Linked DNA regions of Sus scrofa: region 2 is linked to region 1. The links are chromatin contacts, called in public HiChIP or PLAC-seq maps. All regions are on one chromosome and are shown on one strand. Each heading gives the region's core, a stretch centred on a gene start, on an enhancer-like site or on the middle of the called end of the contact. The rest is flanking DNA. Distances are from core to core; before and after follow the strand shown.

The links. HiChIP or PLAC-seq counts read pairs in DNA pulled down with a chosen protein or histone mark.
Region 2: an H3K27ac HiChIP or PLAC-seq map of alveolar macrophages shows a contact between it and region 1. The contact joins two enhancer-like sites. A contact is called at or near these places in 2 of 5 promoter capture datasets (liver and skeletal muscle), 2 of 47 Hi-C or Micro-C datasets (embryonic fibroblasts and fibroblasts) and 1 of 2 datasets of contacts at active chromatin or transcription factors (alveolar macrophages).

What each region holds. Positions count from the first base shown.
Region 1 is chr11:24,924,159-24,928,417 of Sscrofa11.1, reverse strand. The region is part of intron 2 of DGKH (diacylglycerol kinase eta); the gene reads left to right. Among named protein-coding and RNA genes, the nearest start is that of DGKH, 45 kb to the left of the region's middle. Within about 2 kb of position 2,382, at least 5 of the 83 cell types and tissues checked have an H3K27ac peak or open chromatin away from gene starts, as enhancers often do. A contact at or near this core is called in alveolar macrophages, where this site is marked.
Region 2 is chr11:24,960,722-24,964,918 of Sscrofa11.1, reverse strand. DGKH (diacylglycerol kinase eta) reads left to right here. Exons shown (of 32, transcript XM_021065624.1): 2 at 1,245-1,448. Among named protein-coding and RNA genes, the nearest start is that of DGKH, 8.1 kb to the left of the region's middle. Within about 2 kb of position 1,293, at least 66 of the 83 cell types and tissues checked have an H3K27ac peak or open chromatin away from gene starts, as enhancers often do. A contact at or near this core is called in alveolar macrophages, where this site is marked.

The DNA of each region.
Region 1 (4,259 bases), core at 1,133-3,632:
AGTTAATATAAAGAGCATAGACATGTATACATATGCCTCCTTCGTATCTTTATAAATCTTTTTTACCATAGAATGATTTAAGAAACCATTATTTTTGAATTGTTTATTCACAGGTATCTCTTGGAAGGTCTTTGCTGTTCATCCTATCGCTTCCCAAACAGAAATAGTACAATCTGTTCTTTTTTTTTTCTTTGCCTACTACAGGGTAGGAAATGATCCCATCTGCTTTTCACTGTTGTGTATAAGAGTGCTTGTGTGTTTTTAGTTTAGGTGTAAATATTTAAAACTACCAGGATTTTCTTTCAGGAAGTTATTCACAATAGCCTCATTCATCTTAAAGAGTTTTACTATTTAAAAAAAATTGATAGTAAGGTTAACTTTATATAAACAGAGTAAAGTACGGTTACCTTAATGTATTTAAGCTTTAGCTCAATGGAACACTGCCTGTGTTCTTTTCATTCTGAACCAATATTGAAATAACCTCTGTGGTTATATTTGATGCAACCAATATAGGCTTCAATACAATTTTACAGTTAACAGTACCCCTCGCAGGCTGTAAAGGGGTAACTAAGGGTTATTTTCCAGATTAGTAGCTTAAACATGCGAGATATCTGCTTCCTGCAGTACACCTGTAATAATATGGGCTGTCAAAGTTCTGGCCAAATGACAGGGACTTTATAACTGCCCAGGTCCTGAGTGTAACAGAAAAGTATAGCAAATGTGGAAAAACAGATGGTAGTGGTCAAATTAATCTTGCTTTATTAACTCAGTGAAAATTTTCATAATGCATCCTTTTTGTTAGTACAAAATAACCTTTAATCCCATAAATGGATATTGCGTATGCACTCAGGATTTCTGTTTACTATTTTTGCTCATGGTACTTTGTGTTGCTATTTTTATCCCTGCTTTGAAATAACTAGCAGTTGTCCATTTTGAGCTGCTGATCCACTTTATGAATTGAGGATATGATGCAACATAAGGAAAAAAATACCAAGTTAGATTTTAAATGTAAAATGATAAGATCAAATGTTAAACACGTTAGCTGAGACCTGCGAGATAACTAAATAAATATCTGTGGTGAACTGGCCAAGACTATCTTTATAGGGCACAGGGAACCTTTGAGAATGTAGTAACTGTTTGTAAATCATAATATTATAGTTCATATTTGTAAAATGTATGTGAACAAAGTTTCAAGGTTTCCTCTTTCAGCTCTCCTGCCCCCTAAATCCCTACAAAATACTGGCCATCCTACCTCCATAAAGTGCCCAGGATGGTCATGGCTCCATGGAGTACACTTTGAGATACAGCTGTGTAAGGAGAAAAGTACAGCGATTGTGATTTGGAGTTTGTGGCAATAGGTGGTTTGAAAGCGCTGATAGTTTTCAAAATAGAAGCAACAGGGCTGCTGTGATGGAGCAGACATACCTCTTGACATGTTAAAAGAAATGATCAACGATGGTAGCTATGCTGTCTTTTACATAGATGGAATGGATTGTTCTGGGAAAATGTGTAAAGTAGAACAAAGGAAAAACAATGCTGGGATTTAAGACTCTGAAACATAGTCCTATGCTTTTTGCTTTTTTTTTTTTTTTTTTTTTTTTTAGCTAGGTAGGCAGAGTTTTTAAATTGAAATAATGACTTTTTAAAAAATATTTTAACTCTTGGAAAATCCATGGATATTTGAAGTGCATAGTCCGAGTTCTTTCTTTCCTCTATGAATTTCTGTAGCAATAAGAAATACCTCTCCAAAGGTACTTACTGTGTAGTGATGTGTATGTGTGATGTCTGTGTTTTTAATCTCATCTGTTGTTAGACTTTAATTCTCTTATAAGAGCAGTGAGAACAAGGATCTTTCATGCATCTTTGTATCAACCTTGGTTCTGAAAGCACTGCTTTAAATATAATCAGATATTCAGTAAGTGTTTATTAATGAATAAGTGGGCAAATCTTTCTTCTCCTTTCTATTATTTTGCAGCCTGTGCAATGCTGAAATATAAGGACAGGTCTGAAAATTACTGCATAACTTTATTGTTACACAGTCAACCAGAGGATTGATATTTTTACTTTTCCATGTTTCTAATCCACTGAGTAAAAAGCCACTCCAATGTTTATCCTTCCAACTGTAGTTTTTTTCTCAAGCAAACAGCAAACACTTATTCTAGTATGTTCCTTTAAACTTGAGCTAATAGATTTTTAAAGAAATTAAGAATGTAATCAATAACAAGAAAAGTTTGCCTTTCACCATCATGGAGTAAGAGAGACTCCATCCCTTAAACAACTGTACTAAACAGTGGTTTTTAGGCAACAGACGCACATGACTATGATCCCTTAGAGCAAGGAGAGGGTGTGTGACAAAGTGCAAGCCCTGTGATTGCCCCAGCTTCCTGTCTGGAGAGAATTTCCAGGTCACAGTGCTGGAAGGGAAAACCAAAGAATGTCCCGTGGTCTTGCTAAGTTGAAACAGAGTTCAGAGTTTGAGGAGGGGTTAGAATTTGTGGGGAAATATCAGAAAGGTGGGAGCTGCACAGAAAGAAAGCTTAGGGATCTGCTGAGGCCCCTTGAGTCTTTGGCCAAGAACTTCTACTGTACATGCATAGGAGAAAACTATCTGAGGAAAGAAACACCAGAAAAGAGTAGTTAGAACAATCCTAAGAGCACATACATATCTGGGAATAGTTCATTTTCACACTGGAGAGAGTGGAAAGACCTCAGGCCTCAGGTGGGATCCTTAGAAAGGCATTGGTTCAGTAATGGGGACTAATTAGCCCTCGACTAAAGGCTACTTTGTACATGTCCTAACGCAGTTTACAAGTAAGCCTCAAAATAATTTAACTATATCCCATTACAAAGGCCAATGCACAAATTCCAGACCAACAACATAAAATTTATAATGTTCAATGTCTAATTAAAAAAATCACAAGGCATACGAAAGCAGGAAAATTTGACCTGCAAACAGAATTAAAAGCAATCAGTAGAAACCAAATTAGAAATGAAAGAGATGATAGAATTGACCAACAAGGTCTTTAAAATAACTATTATAAGGATACTTCACTTGTTTAAGGAGGTAGATAAAAACATGAACATTATGAGAAGAGAGAAGAAAATTATAAAAAAGGACTCAAACTCTACTTCTGGTGATGAGAAGTGCAATACTGAAAATGAGAAAATGAGAATTAGAAGATTAGATACTATAGAAGAAGAGAGTAGTGAATTTGAAGACATAATTATCTATAAAATATAATAAAAAGTTGAAGCTCTGCTCATTTTTTTTTTCAATGAGCTGTGGGACAATATCAAGCTTTATATATATATAAATGGAGTCCTGAGAGGAGGGGAGATTTTAAAAAGTACTTAAAGAAATGAAGGCCACAGTTTTCCCAAATTTTATGCAAACTACAAATGCACAGATCAACGAAGCTCAGTCCAGCCCAAGCAGAAGAATCATGAAGAAAATGATACCAGGGCACAGCAAAATCAAATTTAACAGCGAATCTCAAATTGTATGTTATTACTAACACATAGAAATATAATCATTTTGTATATTGAATTTATATTCTATGACAGTGTTTAAACACACTAGTTCTAGGAACTGTTTTGTAGAATCCACATTTTTCTTTTTACAGGTAAAAATTATATTGTTTATGAATAAAGATACTTTTACTTCTTTGTTTCCAAATTGTATTCCTTTTATTTCTTTTTCTTGCCTCATTGCACTGGCTAGGACCTCTAGTATATGGTTGAGTTGATATAATGCGAGGAAACTTAAGTAAAAAAAAAACACCATCGTATGGCTAGTGAAGTAATTATATATGATATGTAAATAAATAAGATTTAAGCTTTCATTTTAAAAGAGAAAACTTGCAGATATCATACTTAACATAGGTGCTGTATCTTCATCAAGTATATCTCAAGTTAAAAAAATATTTAACATAACATTATAAAAGTTGCATTTTAATACCCAATCAGAATTATCTTCAACCTTTACAATAAATGAGAATCAAGCTTGAACCCACTTTTCAGCCATTTTTAAGAGATAAGAATATACTTTATTTCCCCATGGATATTTTCGTAATTCCTTTTTCTTTTTCATGAAAACACATTCAAGATTCCACACTGTATCCTAGCCCTTAGGGCTGTTCCTTGCACAGGGCTGGTGCTCAATGTGTGTTTGTTAAATGAATGAACTTTAAATATTTAGATGACTAGTAATCTTTTTATGAACCCAGTAAATTGAACAGATAACTTTGCATGCTTTAGAA
Region 2 (4,197 bases), core at 44-2,543, 38 kb before region 1:
GACTCTGTCACTTTAGTCTCTTCTCCCCGGAGCCCTCCCACACCTTGCAAGGGTTCTTTGACGCCAGGCGTGCACAGGGCACCGCAAGGCTGCTGGTCCCCAGTGTCCGCTCTGCCAGCTCGCGGTGACGAGTTGTGAGCGGTGGCTGCCGCCTGTTGATCCCATTTCCTCCGGCTCTAGCCCGGGTTAGGGAGTGGCTCTCCCAGGACTTCCACTGTTTTCGTGCTCAGGCACTGGTGTTTCACACGGCTCCAGTGCATTGTTTTCTTCCAGGCGGTCTCGGTTAGAGCTTCAGCCTAGACATTTATTTGCATTCTGTCCTCTCGGGCTGCTTGTACTCTCTCGTTTCTGCGCTCTCTCCACGCCCTTCCCGGTTTCCTGTTAGCCAAAGGGATCGCTCTTTCTGAACGAAAAGTTCTCAGAGCGGAGTGGAAGCTCCCGGAAAATGCTCTTCTCTTCCGTGTGCGCCGGATGGGGGTGGGGGTGGGCCAGAAACTAAAGGCCACGGGTCGGGAGAGCTGAAAGGACCCGAACCCCAAGGCGGAGGCGGGAGAGGTACGGTTCCTCCGAGAAGGGCTAGGGGATCGGGAGACAGACAAGGGGCAGCGCCCATGCATCTCGGGGCCGGAGGGGACTTTTCTCGCGGAAATGGGCGGCGAGGCCCAAGTCTCTCTGGAGAGATTCTGGATCCAGGAGGTGGCGGGCGCACCCAGGGGAGTCAGTCGGGAGGAAGCCCTAGGTTCCCTTTCTGTTCCTGGAGCCGTTCCTGCCCCGTCTCCCAGGAATCGCTGGAGGGAACATCGCCACTGCCGGGCCTGCGGGGGTGGGTTGCAGAGGTTTCTCGTCGCCTCTCCCTCCCGTCCATCCCGAGGACCCTAGACCTTAGAGGAAGTGGGAGGTTGCCCCGAGCTTTCTGTCTCTCCCGTCTCTCTACCCGCGCGGGTCGTATTCTGGGTCAGAAACCCTGTACCATCCCGATGCTGGGTGTGCTGGGATCCCAGGCTGGCCTGGGCCCGAGTCCCCCTTGCCCCACATCGGGCGCCGCTCTGGAGGGAGCAGGGCACGGGGTCCTGAAGGGCGCCTGCCGGGAGGGCGAGTGGTCCCCGGAGACCCTCCTCCCGCGGGGGCGGCTGGGGGTGGGGAAGATGGCGGCGACTGGGCGCGGGGCCCCGGGCCGGGCTCAGGCAGAGTCCACCCACTGACCGCCGCCGTCGCCCCCGCCGGGCGGTGCTGTGTCCCCGCAGGAGTCAGAGAGGATGGCCGGGGCCGGCAGCCAGCACCACCCTCCGGGCGCCGCGGGAGGAGCGGCCGCCGGGGCCAGCGCCGCGGTCAACCCCGCCACCGCCTCGGCGGGGCCTGGAGAGGATTCTTCTGACAGTGAAGCGGAGCAAGAGGGACCCCAGAAACTGATCCGCAAAGTGTCCACCTCCGGGCAGATCCGGACCAAGGTGAGGCGGGCCGGAGGGGAGCGTGGTAGACGGAGGCGGCGGGGCAGGGAGGAGGAGAGAGAGCGCCGGAGGCGCAGGGAACGCGCCAGGCGATCCCGGGAACGTGGGGCGCTGAGGTGGGGGCGGGGTCTGGGCCAGGGGTGGGCCCGGGGGCGGGGCCGGGGGGGCGGAGCCCGCGGGAGCTGGACCGCGCGCCCTGGGAAGGGATTCCCGGACCGCGCGCTGGGGCCTCCGTGGTGGGCAGGGGCGGAGGGGAAGGGAACCTGGGAGCGTGGGAAAAAAGCCAAAGTGCTGTTTTGAGTTCCCACTCAAGGATCTAAAAAGGAGTGTTTTATTTTTGGTCCTACCTGTCCTGCATTGGTTCGGGAGAGTATGTGCGTTGGGCAGAGCGAGAAGTGCAGGCTGACCAGCCTGAACTGCAGTGAATCTCGCCACCTTTTCTTCCCATGGGTAGCAGTCTCCCCGGCCCACTCTGAGAGGGCGAGTGGGGAGGTGACCTCCGACAGCCCCTGTGCCCCTTTGCTGCCCTTTGGAAGGCAGGAGCCGCTTGGCGACGCCAGTGGTAAATGATGGTCGCAGTTAACCGCAACCTGAGAGGCGCAAACGGCAGACCTTGCGTCGTAGGTTCCCTCTAAGTGCACAGTTCAGGGCTTATCAACACAGCCATGGTTATTTTTAATGATGAAAAGTAACCTTTTTGTGTTACATATGGTGATGAGCATGCCGTGTTACTCTTGTTTCTGATGTCCGTACTGTTGACGCGTGAGGGCTCAAAGTTGAGAGTTTTAATCTGAATATGTATCTCTCAAATGCTTATGACTGAAGGATTATTTATATATTCTAATTTTTATCATACTTTAGAAATAATCACGCGGGGGATCACTGGGGGACTTTAACGAGGGATTTGAAAAGGGAACCAATAAAATCATTGGATTTGTATGCGCTTTAAAAATAAATTTGCAAGTTAATTTATTCTATGTCTATTTTTATGAGAATTTGTTTTCTAAGAATAATAGGCCCCTATATGAAAAGAGAAGTTTTATTGTATGCCTATGGATGCATGTTTGTATTTGCCTGCCTCCTTCTTTTCTAAAATATGTTTGAGTACACACACAGTGTTAACAAGGTTCGCTTAGCTTTTTTTTATTTTTATTTTTTATTTTTTGCTTTTTAGGGCCGCACCCGTGGCTATGGAGGTTCCCAGGCTAGGGGTCGAATCCAAGCAACAGTCCCAGCATAAGCCACAGCCAGAGCAACGCTGGATCCGAGGCGCATCTGCAGCCAACACCGTAGTTCATGGCAAAGCGAGATCCTTAACCCACTGAGCAAGGCCAGGGATCAAACCCAGCATCCTCATGGATACTAATAGGGTTGATTCACAGCTGAGCCACGAAGGGATCTGTCCCCCCCCTTTTTTTTTGAATGAAGTGTAGTTGACTTACAATGTTGTTGCTTCATTGTCTAAGTGCACATCTTGTAACACCTTTTGATAGTGAATTTTTAATTTAATGGAATTTGTGATAAGAATATGGGGTTTAATGTATTTTTAAAAGATTAAGGCTAAACAAGATAGCGACTTTCCTAACAGCAAGTGCCTTTAATATTTGATGTCTTAATTTAATGAAAAGTTCACAAAACTGTGTTAATAATGGAGAGAATGACAGGTTTTTTAAAAAGTCATATTTTTATGTGTTCAACCGAAATGATTAAAATTCCATGTATACTTATTTCAAGGTTGACCAGTAAATTTATACAGTTTGGAAGAAAATTTAGAGATTACTCTCATTTGACTTGAGTAAAGTCAAACAACAGATTTATTGGGCACAGCACTAAAATTTGTAGGTTTCTTGAACTCATGGTAATAGTTACAATTATACTCTTTAATTTGATATTATCTGTGGTTTGGGATAAAGCATGTATATAATCCAGAGGAAGAGTAAATTCAAAAGGCATGTTGATTGTTGGTTTTCCATTTAACGTTCTGACAAAAATAGAGCAGAATGTTTTGCCATGATTAGGGATAATTAGTGAGCATTAAATGAAATGTTCCTTATATTTCCAAAGATGTGTGGAGTTCCTGAAACTCTGCCTTTTGTACTAGCTTTTACGAGCGCACACAAGTTCATTAACATTATCATATATGAACACGTGAGATCAGGGCCTAAGATGTGGTTGAAAGGGGAAGGTGGCCTCCACCTTCCTGTCTGTCCCACCCCAATCCAGACTGTTCATATCTGCTACAGATTTCATGTGTTGCATCTCCTACCACATAAACTGATTCTCAGGCATGAGGGCAAGGGCACTGGGGGGAATTCATAGAATGAGAATTGCTAACTGTAACTGTTGGATTCTCATCAATAAGAATTAAGGGAAAAGATCTTTAGAAAGGGACAGACACTCTTTTGCTCCCTTCCCCAGATGTGTAAGATGCAAGAGCCTGGAGGAGAAGGAGGCCCCGGGACTAGCCCAAGGCCTAGTCATTTTTAAGACCCCAGAGCAGTTCTTTCTCCTACATCCTGGAGATACATCAAGGGGCCATTAGTTGTGGCAAGTTGTGATTGCTAATGGCATCTTCAATTCTGGTTGTGTAGCAGCCTCGGATGGGGTGTGTGTGTGGCACACGCACATATGTTTACACCCACGTATCTGCAAGCTTACGTATGTTTGCATATATATGCTGTCTTTGGAAAGCATTTATGCGCAGACATACAGAGAGTGAGTTGCACATAGAGGTCATAGTATTTCTTTT